Regions from separate parts of the Sus scrofa genome. Here regions 1 and 2 are each linked to region 3. A link is a contact called in public HiChIP or PLAC-seq data. All regions are on one chromosome and are shown on one strand. The core of a region is the stretch at or near the end of the contact, and the rest is flanking DNA. Distances in the headings are between cores, read along the strand shown. Region 1 holds the start of CBLL1 (E3 ubiquitin-protein ligase Hakai). Region 2 holds the start of DLD (dihydrolipoamide dehydrogenase). Region 3 holds the start of PNPLA8 (calcium-independent phospholipase A2-gamma).

Region 1 (3,882 bases), core at 403-2,902, 860 kb after region 3:
TTTACCATGGACTTCAAAGTCTTTCACCATCTCACTCCTGCCTTCCTTTCCAATCTCGTCTTGGCGTTCCTTCCCTCTTGCTAACTAAGGTGCAGCTGATTGTTCTTTCCTACATTTTCCCACCTCAGAGTCTTACTTTCGGTAAATTCTTTCCACCTGATTTATTCCATGAGGGATTCTTCTCGTCCATCAGATTTCAGCTTACAAATGTTACTTTTCCAAAAAGATCTTTCCTGACTCTCCCTGGAGCTTCCTCCTAGTAGTCTTTACCATGGCACCCATTTATTTTCTTTAAAGCAATCATAATCTGTAAATATTTAAGTTTTGGGTTTTTTTTTTTAAAACTTATTATGTCTTTCCCAACAGTACCTAACCTCAAAAAGAACATAGACTCAGTGTATCTTGTTTACCATTCCATCTTCAGGCCTTGAAGAGTGTGTGTAAGATACACGTACAAAATTAAGTAGGTAGCTGATGACAGAGGACATCCCGACTAATAGTTAATACTGGAAAAAGCCTTCTCTAAGCCTAGATATAACCATACGGAGCAGTGTCTAACTCCAAAGGTACTCATTCAATATCCAAAAAACACAAGGAAGCAAAAGCCAAAAGACACACAACAAAGAGTGGAGCCATTCTTACTTGGAGAAAAGGATGAGAGTATCTTGATTTTAAGCTCAAGATTGATGGTTAAGGACCACAGCCGAAGAGCGGGGCACGCTTTTGGCTTAAGCAGAAAAGCTGCTCCCGGTATGATTCCGAAAACCATATCCGACTCCCTTCTCCCACCTCTAGTCCATGAAAGACCAAGCGGTGACCACCGCAGCACCCGCCCAAAGCTGACTGAGACAGCAGGAAGTCTCCAATCCACTCTCGCGCAACGACTCCCAGTTCAATGAGGCTTCCCCGACTCCGAGATTGGAATCTACCCGCCAGTCCCCATAACGTAGGGCACGGCACCCAGAATGAGGAAAAAAAGAGCCGGCGCTCTCTCCTCCCCGCGTGGCCTGCGCCGCCCGCTGTCCCAGCTCGGAGCTTAGCAGAAACAGAAAAGGAACGGCTGTTGCCGGCACTGAGGCTGTAGGTACCACACCGGAGGGTAGGCCGGGAAGTAGCAGGCCCTGGCCGGACACGGAAAAGGGTCTGTGAGATTTCTTTTTCCCCGCGACACCTCAGTGCTGTGGGGCGAGCGTAACCCCTCTATGCCGGCTGGGCGACCAGTCCCAGGCCGGCCAAGGGGGCATGGAACCGGGACCCCCACTGCCTCCGCCTCCTTACCAGTGTGATCCATGATTCGGCTCGCGGGGCACAGTGGGAGCGGAAGTCAACGGCGCCGGAGTCGCAGGGAGCGCGTGCGCGCTACCTTCCGGAGCCCGAGAGGCGGAAGTGCGACCAGCTCGCCCAGGCTGGGGCCCTTAAAGACGTCTTCCTCTCTCCTTGGCTAGCCGACTCCGGTGAGAGAGTCAGGCATAGTTCAGGCAGAGCGAGAGAGAAAGAGCGAGTACGCGAAAGGCTACACTGTCGAGACTGCTAAAGCTTCCTCTCATGTGCTTCAAGAGGGAGTAGCCTTTAACTGTGGAATGGAGACCGACCGGAACCTAGGAGGAGGGGAGCAGCAGTAGCCACAGAACTAAGCTCGCGGCAGGTAAAGCGGCCGCCCGCTCCGCAGAGCTTTGCCTTCTGGGATATGTAGTGCGCCGCGACACTGGAGCCGGCCGGGCCCACTGCGCAGGCTCGGCCGTTAGGCTGGCCCCACCCCGGCGGGCGGAGTAACGGTTTGGAATCCCCCTGAGTCCGCGAGCGGAGGTCTCCTCCCCCACGGCCAGGAAAACTGTAAACACGAGCTCTGCGCAAGGCGTTCTCCAGTGGGAGGATGCCCGGGGGAAGGTGGAGCTGTGTGAGGCTCTCAGCAAAGCAAGAAAGGCTCTATGCTTACTGTCTACATTTTGCTTTGTCGTGAAGAACTGCAGAGATCCACGCAGAGCTGACTTGAGTATCAGCCCTGATTCCCACCCATTTCTAACGCTTGATGAGCATTCATTTTCTAGGCAGAACGCTTGTGGGGCTAGGATCCCTCCGAACATCCCGCCTAAGGACTGGATGCAGGGCCAGCTGGAGGGCAGGTGCCATGCAGCCGCTTCTTGTTAGAGGAAAGCGGGGACTCAAGTGCATGGTGGAGCTGAGGGTGAGGAGAGCATGTTAGGGCTGGCCGTAGGGGAGAGGTGAAAGAGGAAAGGCTTAAATGAGGAAGAGATAGCAGCATGGGCAGTACCTAGTTCCAGTTCTTGGTCCCGGGGGTTCGTGGTTGCTGCCGCTTTCATCGTCCTCAGCTGAAACAAAAGGCAGGTGCCCAAGAGGGATTCCTGAGGGCCTTCAGTTGGGTCTCCACTTCCAGGCCCTGGCGCATCTGTGTTCACTCCCTTCTCCACCCTTTCACACTTGACGGTCTTGGATGAGTAGAAAGGAGTGCAATTAGTGGAAAACACAAGCTGGGAGTCCAGGGATTTGGGTTCTATTCTTGTTGTCTCTGGGTGACGACAGCATTACCTCGTGTTATTCAGGCTTTCAATGCCAGAGTTCCTAGATCAGAGATTATCGTATTGATCTTTTAGAGAAGTACTTTTGATCTCATGGAGACAGCAGTGAGTGATGGCTTGGAGCAAAATCTTTAATTCTCCGCTCAGGAATTGAACCTGGGCAGCCTGGATGAAAACCGGGAATCCCAGCCACTAGACTAGCAGAGGCTGAAAGCAGAATTGCCCTGATTCTTGCTCCTTGTTGAAAGCAGAGATTTTAAAGGTATAAAGTTTATTGTTGGAAACAGTACAACATGTGGGAGAGCACACAGAATTTTTTTTTTTTTTTTTTTTTTTTTAAGGCCACACTGGCAGCACATGGAAGTTCCCAGGCTGGGGTTGATTCAGAGCTATAGGTGCCAGACTACACCACAAACGCAGGATCCAAGCCTCATCTGTGACCTAGACTGCAGCTCAAGGCAACACCAGCTCCCCCACCCACTGAGCAAGGCCATGAATCCAACCCATATCCTCAAGGATACTAGTCAGGATTCGTTCTGCTGTGCCACAGTAGAAACTCTGAGAATTAATTTATCTCAGGCAGAGGTAAAGTTATAATACACACCCAAAGAGTGAGGGTGTGGCTGTCCCTGAATGAGGAGCTTGCCAGAGAGGTGATTTAAACCACTTATATGGGCAGTTCTGCCTTTGCCCAATTATCTTTTTTTATCTTTCACACCTGATCAGACCCAGGGCCCTCCCCTGATCTGGGTGTGCATCTTTTGGAAAGATGGATTCCAAAGCAAGGCATGATGAGGTTATCTAAACTAATTATAGCCTGGTACCCCTTTCCCTTTCTGACCCAGAGGGGTCTCCCTGACTCTGAGGATGGGGAGTATGTGCCCTCTTGGTCTTTTGTCCAAGCAGGGCCCAGCCCCCTCTTTTGATCCTGTTATTACCGTTTGCTTAACAAGTTCACAGAAGACAAGTACCAGTTATTTGCCTTGTGCCTATTGTTATTTCTGTCTTGAAGTATATGTAGATAGGTGGCTGGCTATAAATGCTGGTGCTGGAGCCCACCTATCTCCTGCCTCAGGAGATGCAAATAAGAGGCTAGTTGTACCTATCACCTGCCTCAAGAAGTATGTACGGAATTCCAATTGTGGCTTAGCAGTAACGAATCTGACTAGTATCCATAAGGACACGAGTTCAATACCTGTCCTCCATCAGTGGGTTAGGGATCTGGTGTTGCCGTGAGCTGTGGTGTAGGTCACATATGCAGCTTGGATCCCGCATTGCTGTGGGTATGGTGTAGGCCGGCAGCTACAGCTCCAGTTCCACCCCTGGCCTGGGAACCTCCATATGC
Region 2 (3,909 bases), core at 85-2,584, 680 kb after region 3:
GTTACACTTTATTGAATTCTCAGAAAGCATGGCTAATTTTTAGTGCCACGAATCATTTTAATGTCATAATTAAAGTTTTTAAAGTTGCAGCTTAAGTACTTGAATAATCTGCATTACGACAATCCTTTGATATGTAACTATCGTTTACTAACTCAAATCTACCATGTAAAGTCTATGAAGATATTCCTGAACTGCCCACCAGGAATAGAAAATGAGACAAGATGCCTTAGGAAAATGCACTAATGTACTCATATTCAAGAGCTATTACAGTTCTCCAAACTGGATCTCAATCTCCACAACCTCTAAATACGGATGGCTACTATCTCCTAAGAATGATGAGGCACAAAAAAACACAGCAAATGGCTCCTACGACAGCACGTAGATAGGAGGCAGTGACAAAACCTACACCGATCTAGTAATGTTGTCTATTCCAAGGCAATTCTTGCACCTGAGGTCCCTACAGAGGACAAAGAACAAGTGACTAAATAGCAATCCTGAGTTTTAGCCCCAGCTCTGCCTCTCAAAGTATAAACTCTGACACACGTTACATTAACTTTGGGGCACACATGCTACTCATCTTTGAAACAAAGACAAAGGAGTTTGATCGCTGCATAACTTTTAAAGTCTCCATCAATATAGTATTCGGCCACGATTCCACATATGTACCGTCTGGCTGTATTTGGTACACAGATGAAAAGGGAAAGCTATATTGACCATAACTCCTATAATAAAATATAAATGCTTCTACGAAAAAAGCCAATAGACGTTAGCTTAAAGCAGCAGGCACTGAAGGTATCTTTGAGGAATTCCTAGAGCTACCCGCTGGGGGCTGACCCGGTCTGGTTCTTTCAAGCGGTAACCCCAAAGTTACCTGCCCACTGCACAAAAGCCACTCAAGAGCCAGGATTAGGAAAAGGTACTAAGAGTTAACCAAAAGGTGCTAAGGCGACACATACTCCCCGCCGTCCCAAGATCCCATAGGCCAGCTGGGGGCTTGGGAGGTGACCATGTGCAACTGCTGACCACCACACAACTGAAAGGGCCTCCCCACAGCCCGGGCCTTTGCTTCCCAGCCTCCGTCCGGACTATGCCGGTTCAGGGGCGGAACCGCTGGTGGTCTCGGCCCGGCCGCCTGCCGCTCCCACACCCACCACTTAGGTAGCGTTCGGGACCGCGTCACCGGGCCTCTCTGCACCTCTGGCTCATCACGAACCTACCCAGTCGGTCCTCACCTTGGCCAAGGTACAGTATACACGACTCCAGCTTTGCATCTTGCCGCTGTATTGGCCTTTGCGCCAACTCCTTCACCTCCGCTAAGCACCTCCGCCGACTCGCCAAGGTCTTCCCGGCCTGCGCATGCACGAGCGCGCCTACGTTATCGGTCCGGAGCAGCGCGATTGGCCCGCGAGGGGGGTGCCGTCCGGCTCAACGTCGTACACTGTCGTAAGGAGCATAGTGCTTTGTGGTAGCAGGGAATGAGGGACCATTTTAGGGATAAAAGAGTGCTGGGGGTTACAGAGTGCGCTTGTTTTTGGAAAGTGGAGTAACTAAAGCTAAGGTTTGCTTAATGCACGGTGCAGAAAGTAAAGCTTCACAGGTTCTTTGTTGTGTTAGGCTGAGGAATCTCAACATTGTCCGGGCCTTATCTCACTTTTGTCCTTAACTATATGAAGGATTACTAGTATTTCCACTTCTTAGATGAGGGCCTGAAAGATTAAACAATACCCTCAAGGTCTCACAGGGGACCGGTAACTGCAGCCCTGAGGTCAAAGCTTTTCATCCTAATTCCTGCTTTATAATTCCTCCTGTAGATCAAAGGCCATATAAAAGATGGGGTCACATACTTTGGTATCACCAGCATTCTGCTCTAAGTAAACTACCTGGCAATACGTAGAAAACACACTTTTCCCTGCCGCCTCAGTTGGGAGACACATCTCCTTGTCAGAGCAAATAAGAATGGGTGGGGTGGTGGATGAGGTTACAGGTTCTCACATGAGACAATGGAAAAATATTGTCTTCAAGGCTGAGCACAGAAACCTAAAGTCTGATTTTTGCTTTGCCATAACTATACATGGGATAAAATTTAACTCTGTCTTGAAAGTTTACTGCCCAGGCGCTATTCCGGGCTCTGTGAATTTAAATACTAATTAGAAATTACTCCCTACCTAGTTAAGCTGCTTTAGGGGAAAAGATAATGATCTTTAGTGTTTGCTACAGAGGCTACTACTTGTCATTCAATATCCATTTTCCCTGTGTTTTCCTCTATACATAAGTATTTTGGCCATCTAAACCATTTTCATGGTTTTAGCACCCACAGACATACACTGATAACTCTTATATCCTTAGCTCCTGTCTCTACTTCTCTCCTGGTCTCCAATTCCATATTTTCAGCTGTCTACTGAACACATACAAGTGGGTGGTCCTGCCACCATCTCAATTTTAACTACCTAATATCTAATACATTAAATACATATTTGCTCCTTTATGATTCATGATGCCTCCAAATGCCAGTCATACATAATACAAAATGTTATAGTCATTCTTTTTTTTCAGTCTTTTTAGGGCTGTACCCACGGCATGTGGAGGTTCCCAGGCTAGGGTCCCAACTGGAGCTGTAGTTGATGGCCTACACCACAGCCACAGCAATGCCAGATCCTTAACCCACTGGGCAAAGCCAGGGACTGAACCTGCCTCCTCATGGATGCTTGCTGGGTTTGTTAACTGCTGAGCCACAGATGGGAACTCCTATAGCCATTTTTAGCTCTTTTCTTTATCTCAGTATCTAAAGGGTCACTGTTTTAGTTGACTGCATCCAGAAGCAGACCTGGAGTGAAATGAGTTTGTTGGACAGATGATCCAAGAAAGCTTCAGCAGGGAATGGGAAAGAGATGGAAATGATTTCAGTTACATTAATGAGTAGATTACCACTGTGAGCAGTTGGGTCTCACTGGAGACCTCTAGAAGAGAGCATTGAACATGCTTCAGAGTTGCCCTACCCAAAATATACCAGCAACTTCCATCAGTCATTGGTTGGGAACTGCTCCTAGGGATTTTAATTCCCTGACTCTTCTGACCTGCTCCATATGTGGGCTGAGTGAGCACCAACAAGCAGAGAAAGCTCTCAGGCAAAGAATCCATGGTGCTTCCACTAAGAAGGCTTTGGGTGAGCATGGAAAGGAAAAGTGAGTACTAAAAGGATTCAGGTGAGACACCAGTAAGGTCTGCTACAATCCCCAAGTTCTATCAATTCTGAATGTGAGAACGAGTGAAGGTCACACTGACAATGGCTCCAAAGTTTCCACCTTAAATGGCAAGGTGGGTAGTGAAATTGACACAGAAATAGGCAGGCAGTACAGAAATAGGAGGAAGAACAGCTTTGGGAAGAAGATAATGAGTTAAATTGTCTGAATCTGAGATGCCAGCTAGACAACCCTGTTGAGATCCTCTAGAACTTAAAAACTGTAGACATGTACTTCAGAGTTGTCTGGCACATGGATAGTGGTTGACACTTTAGGTAATAGATGAATTTACGATTTTATCCTATTTTAAAGGACAGCACTTTAAAAGGAACTTATGAGGGGAGTTCCCGCTGGGACAAAGTGGGATTGACAGCATCTTGGGAGCACTGGGATGCAGGTTTGATACCAGCTTGGCACAATGGGTTAAGGGATCCAGTGTTGCCACACCTATGGCTTAGGTTGCAATTGTGGCTTGGATCTGATCCCTGTCCCAGGAACTCCAAATGCTGAGGAGCAGCCAAACAAGGAAAAAAATAAATTAAAAAAATAAAAGGAGCTTGTGAGGGAGAGTGCGAGGGAGCTGTCTAAAGATGGCTCACTCTGTAGAGTATCTGGTGTAGATCTGGTTTGTTAAATTACTTTTTAAATATCTGTATTGAAATTCTGTTGA
Region 3 (4,296 bases), core at 1,153-3,652:
TTGGCATCAATGAGTAAAGCTGCTATAAACACCTGTGTGCAGGTTTTTGTGTACATACATGTTTCCAATTCTTTCGAGTAAATACCAAGAAGCAAAACTGCTGGATTGTATGGTAAGCATGTGTTTAGTTTTGCAGGCTTCTCTGGTTTTGAAGGAGGCATAAGCAAAAGCACTGAAGTAGGAAAAGGCAAAAGGTATTTAGGGTAAAGAGCAAGAGGCAAGTGGCTGGAAATTAAGGCTGGAAGCTTGGCAGGATTGAAGCCTTCCACACCATGCATTCTACTCTATGGAGATGAAGTGCCAGCATAAAGTTTTTAATCGGGGAATCATGTGATTGGACTTAGACTTTAGAAAGTTTACCTTGGCAACACAGAAGTGAATAACTCTGGGTCAGAGGTTGTTACAGACTGAAAAACCAGTTTAGATTGAGTTTCAAGGATGAGAACCTAAACTAAAGCAGTGGAAACAGGGATGTGAAGAAATGGAAAGACTTTGCAGCAAGAATCATCCGACATCAGGATGGTTAAAAGTATGGTGTCAGGGGACCAAAGGGAAGGGCAAAGGAAAAGGAGGACTTGAGAGTTTTTGGAAAACTTCGGACAAGGGAGAAAAATCTAGATATTTGACAAAGTCTGACTAAATTAGGAAATAAAGGAAAAAAAGAAACAAGGGGTAGGGGTGGGGTGGGTGGATAGTTGCATGGTGACAAAGACTTGTTGACCAAACTTTTGGTTTCTCTGAGCCCTCTTTTATCAAGACTTCCTGCCCAGGCCCTGGCTTTGACCTGCAAAGTTCAATTTTAGCAAGAATTCTGCTGAGTTAGAGAGAATTCTCTCACTAATGATATCTGATTACTTTCAATATCAGGTCAAATTCTTCACCTGTCACCCTTGAAATCTGATCAGATTCTTCATCCCTTATCCTTGATATCTGATCACACTGGTGAGTCTTTGCCAAGAATCCTGTTAAGTGGTCATGCCAAGAATCACCCCTACCCTTTGTGTCCCCTCTTAGTAATTTTCCATTCACCGGCCCCTCTCACTCTGCTTCTTGGCTCTACATCTCCAGATGTCTCTGTTGTATTGGTAGTTGAGCCCAATCTCTCCCCAGTTATGAAAGTCTTGACACTTTTGGAATAGTCTTGAGTGAAGTCTTCCCTATTGTTAACAAGTAGAATTTTTTTTCTTTAACAATGAGGAGAAACATCTGTCTAGAATTAGTTACTTCCATATACCTCCAAAGTTTAATTTGTGCCTACACCTTTTAACTATTGTATGGCTACACAACATGTCTAGATCATTCACTGCAGGGGCATATCAGGGATTATGATGTACACAATCCAGCCATTTGTGCCCCAAGATCCTAACAAGCTGGCGCCCTTGCCTTAATTTAAAAAAAAAAAAAGTGGAGTTCCCGTTGTGGCGCAGTGGTTAACGAATCCGACTAGGAACCATGAGGTTGCGGGTTCGGTCCCTGCCCTTGCTCAGTGGGTTAACGATCCGGCGTTGCCATGAGCTGTGGTGTAGGTTGCAGACGCGGCTCGGATCCTGCGTTGCTGTGCCTCTGGCGTAGGCCGGTGGCTACAGCTCCGATTCGACCCCTAGCCTGGGAACCTCCATATGCCGCGGGAGCGGCCCAAGAAATAGCAACAACAACAACAAACAACAAAAGACAAAAAGACAAAAGACAAAAAAAAAAAAAGTATAAATCACACAATTTCTTCCTTAAACACTTAACAATAATCTTACAAGGGGCTAAAGCATTAACACTCGGACATGGCAGGCCTAGAAAAAAGAATTTGCTTTGGTAACATTTTGAGGTTACGGTCTAGTAAAGACTGCTTTTCTAGGTTTTCTAATCTCAACTTAAAGGAAACTATCGTAACTACCCAAAATTTCTGCTGTAGCATGAAAGCTTCTTGACATATAAAGAAGTAGCCATGGCTATGCTCTAAAAAAAAAAAAAACAAAAACAAAAAAAACCCTTTTTTTAAAGGACAGCGAAATCTGAATTTCGTGTCATTGTCATGTATCCCAAAACAGTCTTTTATTTTTATTTTCTAACCACTGAAAAATGTAAAAACCATTCCTAGCTTACAGACTACAAAAACGGACATTTGGTAGGATTTGCCCACTGAACTTAGGTAGTTTACAGACTTGGTATACATAAAACATCAGGACTCACAAAATAAGTTAGGCGTGGGACCTTTTTGGGGGAGAAAAAAACCCAGCAAGCTTCACAGGCTAATTTCCAATAGGATAATGTATGTGAAAGCGCTTTCCAGCGACCAGTAGCCAAGCCTAGATATCGTGAGAGCCCAGAGCGATAAGGACCCTGCCCCTGTCACTCATCACCTTCCAGATGGCTGGTGACGACGGAAACCCTTAGGAAAGGACAGAGCGCTGAGGGCGCTTTCAGAGACACGGAGATGGAGGCTCTGAGGACTGAGGATGGAAGCCTGCAAAGAAGCACGCGAAGCAACGCACACTACCCTCGCCTGCCGCCAAGCGGCACCTCTCCCAGATGCGAGCAGACGCGTGCACGCAAGCACGCCTCCCGCCCAGCGCTCAGCAGTGCTCTATTGCGCATGTCTGGGGAGGGGGCGGAGCGACAACTGACAGGCTGCCAGAGGCCCCAGTAAGCAGAGGAGCTCCTCCCCGGCTGGCGAGTAGGCACGGGCTGCCCGTGCGTCACTTCCGCTGGGGCGGGACGGAGCTGGGCGGGGGGGTGACCCGGCTGCTGCTCCCTGTTTGTGTTGGCTCAACTGATGCGGGCCGGCGGAGAGGACGCCGGTGCCGGGAAGAGGCGCGACACCACTGCCGCCGAAGTAATTGCGGCCTGCGTCCGGGTAAGTGGTCCCTGCGGGCCGGCGGGATGATAGGCTAAGGGAGATGGCAGCCCGGGCGCCCTGGCCACTCGTCTGGCCCTCCAGGTCTTATCTCTTTTCCGAGGGCGCATCCAGAGCAAGAGCGCGGGGAGACGCCCGGCTCTGAGGAGGTCCCAGAACCCAGGCTCCCTAAGGCGGAGGGGCCCCCAGCTCCCAGGACTGGGTGGTGCGAGATGCTCTCCACCTGCTGTGCCCCTGTGCTGCTTTGCTGGTCCAGAGGCGCAGACTGTTTTGGTTTTTCTGGTCCCGCCCCGCGCTTCCTGTCCCACCCCCACGACTCCCTGCCTAGTTTCTCCGAGTCCTTTTGGCTTCCCGTGGACGGTAGGGTTCTCCAGCAGTTCCCCGGTGACTGTCAAAACGGTTTCCCTATTCTGCATCATTTTGGACTGTCAGTGCACCGGATGAATCGGCTGCTCCATGTTTTTATTTATCGGCACTTTCTTTGAAACGGAACTCTATCCGCGACTGCTGTGGCTTAAGCAGCTTCAAGTGTGTGTTTTAAAAAGGTGAAGTTTGTGAATCATTGTGTTGCCGTTCTTCCCGTCATTGTCATGTCTGTCGTCATGCTGGGAGGAACCTGGTTTCTACGCCTAATGCAGTAATAACTTTAAAAAGTGTTGACACCTAGGAAGGACTTAGAAGAGTCGTGGTATGAGGAACTATTCTATAATCCTATTTAAAGCGGTGTTTTTACTACTAGTCACAGATACATCCTGATCTACAGTCCCAGTTACTGAGATTTCCACGACAAAAAGTATGTTTTAGTGTACTGGGAAAATGCTAAGACAGTGAAATAGTAAGAATTTTTTAATTTGAGAGGTTTTTTTTTTTTTTTTAAATATATTACCCTGTGAACCACGTTTTCTGCCTCTTATGAGGCAGGTGTTTCATGCTCATTGTAGTTATTTTGTTAAATTGCTTCTGCAGATTAGTTGTACTTGGAATATAAGAACACGATCTTATTTCGTAATTTTTATTAAACCTTTTCTCAACGTTGATCTTGTTTTCTCTATCAGATCTAAATTAAAATCTTGAAAGCAGTGTCCTATTAACAAGTGAGGCTGGATGAAAAGATCAGTTTCACTAGTTTATATAGTTACTCCCTTCAAGTATAAAGTTAATCAAGTCACATCTCATACTTTGAGTTGTTTTCTTGCTTAGTAATAATGACAGAAGTTTCTGCTGAAGGGTACATACCGCTTGGCTTGTGCAACATACATTTGTGAAAAGGTCATAGTTCTGACCTTTCTTTCCTGTGTCTTATATTTTACTTCGTCCATTATCCGTTACATTTTAGAGCATGCTTCCATCACACTGAATTTTTCTGGATATCTTTTCTCCTGTGTTTTTTTGTTTCCTCGGGGGCCTACCTCTTCCTAACTTTGAATGGCAGTCAAGGCTCTACCCTT

Evidence for each region. HiChIP or PLAC-seq counts read pairs in DNA pulled down with a chosen protein or histone mark.
Region 1: an H3K27ac HiChIP or PLAC-seq map of alveolar macrophages shows a contact between it and region 3. The contact joins the promoter of CBLL1 here to the promoter of PNPLA8 in region 3. A contact is called at or near these places in 1 of 5 promoter capture datasets (liver) and 2 of 2 datasets of contacts at active chromatin or transcription factors (alveolar macrophages and skeletal muscle).
Region 2: a contact with region 3 is called in an H3K27ac HiChIP or PLAC-seq map of alveolar macrophages. The contact joins the promoter of DLD here to the promoter of PNPLA8 in region 3. A contact is called at or near these places in 2 of 5 promoter capture datasets (fetal skeletal muscle and liver), 1 of 47 Hi-C or Micro-C datasets (embryonic fibroblasts) and 2 of 2 datasets of contacts at active chromatin or transcription factors (alveolar macrophages and skeletal muscle).

Annotation. Positions count from the first base shown.
Region 1 is chr9:107,454,031-107,457,912 of Sscrofa11.1, reverse strand. CBLL1 (E3 ubiquitin-protein ligase Hakai) reads right to left here and starts at 1,652. Exons shown (of 6, transcript XM_003357515.4): 1 at 1,279-1,652. The coding sequence starts at 1,291.
Region 2 is chr9:107,639,554-107,643,462 of Sscrofa11.1, reverse strand. DLD (dihydrolipoamide dehydrogenase) reads right to left here and starts at 1,334. Exons shown (of 14, transcript NM_214062.1): 1 at 1,233-1,334. The coding sequence starts at 1,271.
Region 3 is chr9:108,318,680-108,322,975 of Sscrofa11.1, reverse strand. PNPLA8 (calcium-independent phospholipase A2-gamma) reads left to right here and starts at 2,402. Exons shown (of 10, transcript XM_021063575.1): 1 at 2,402-2,848.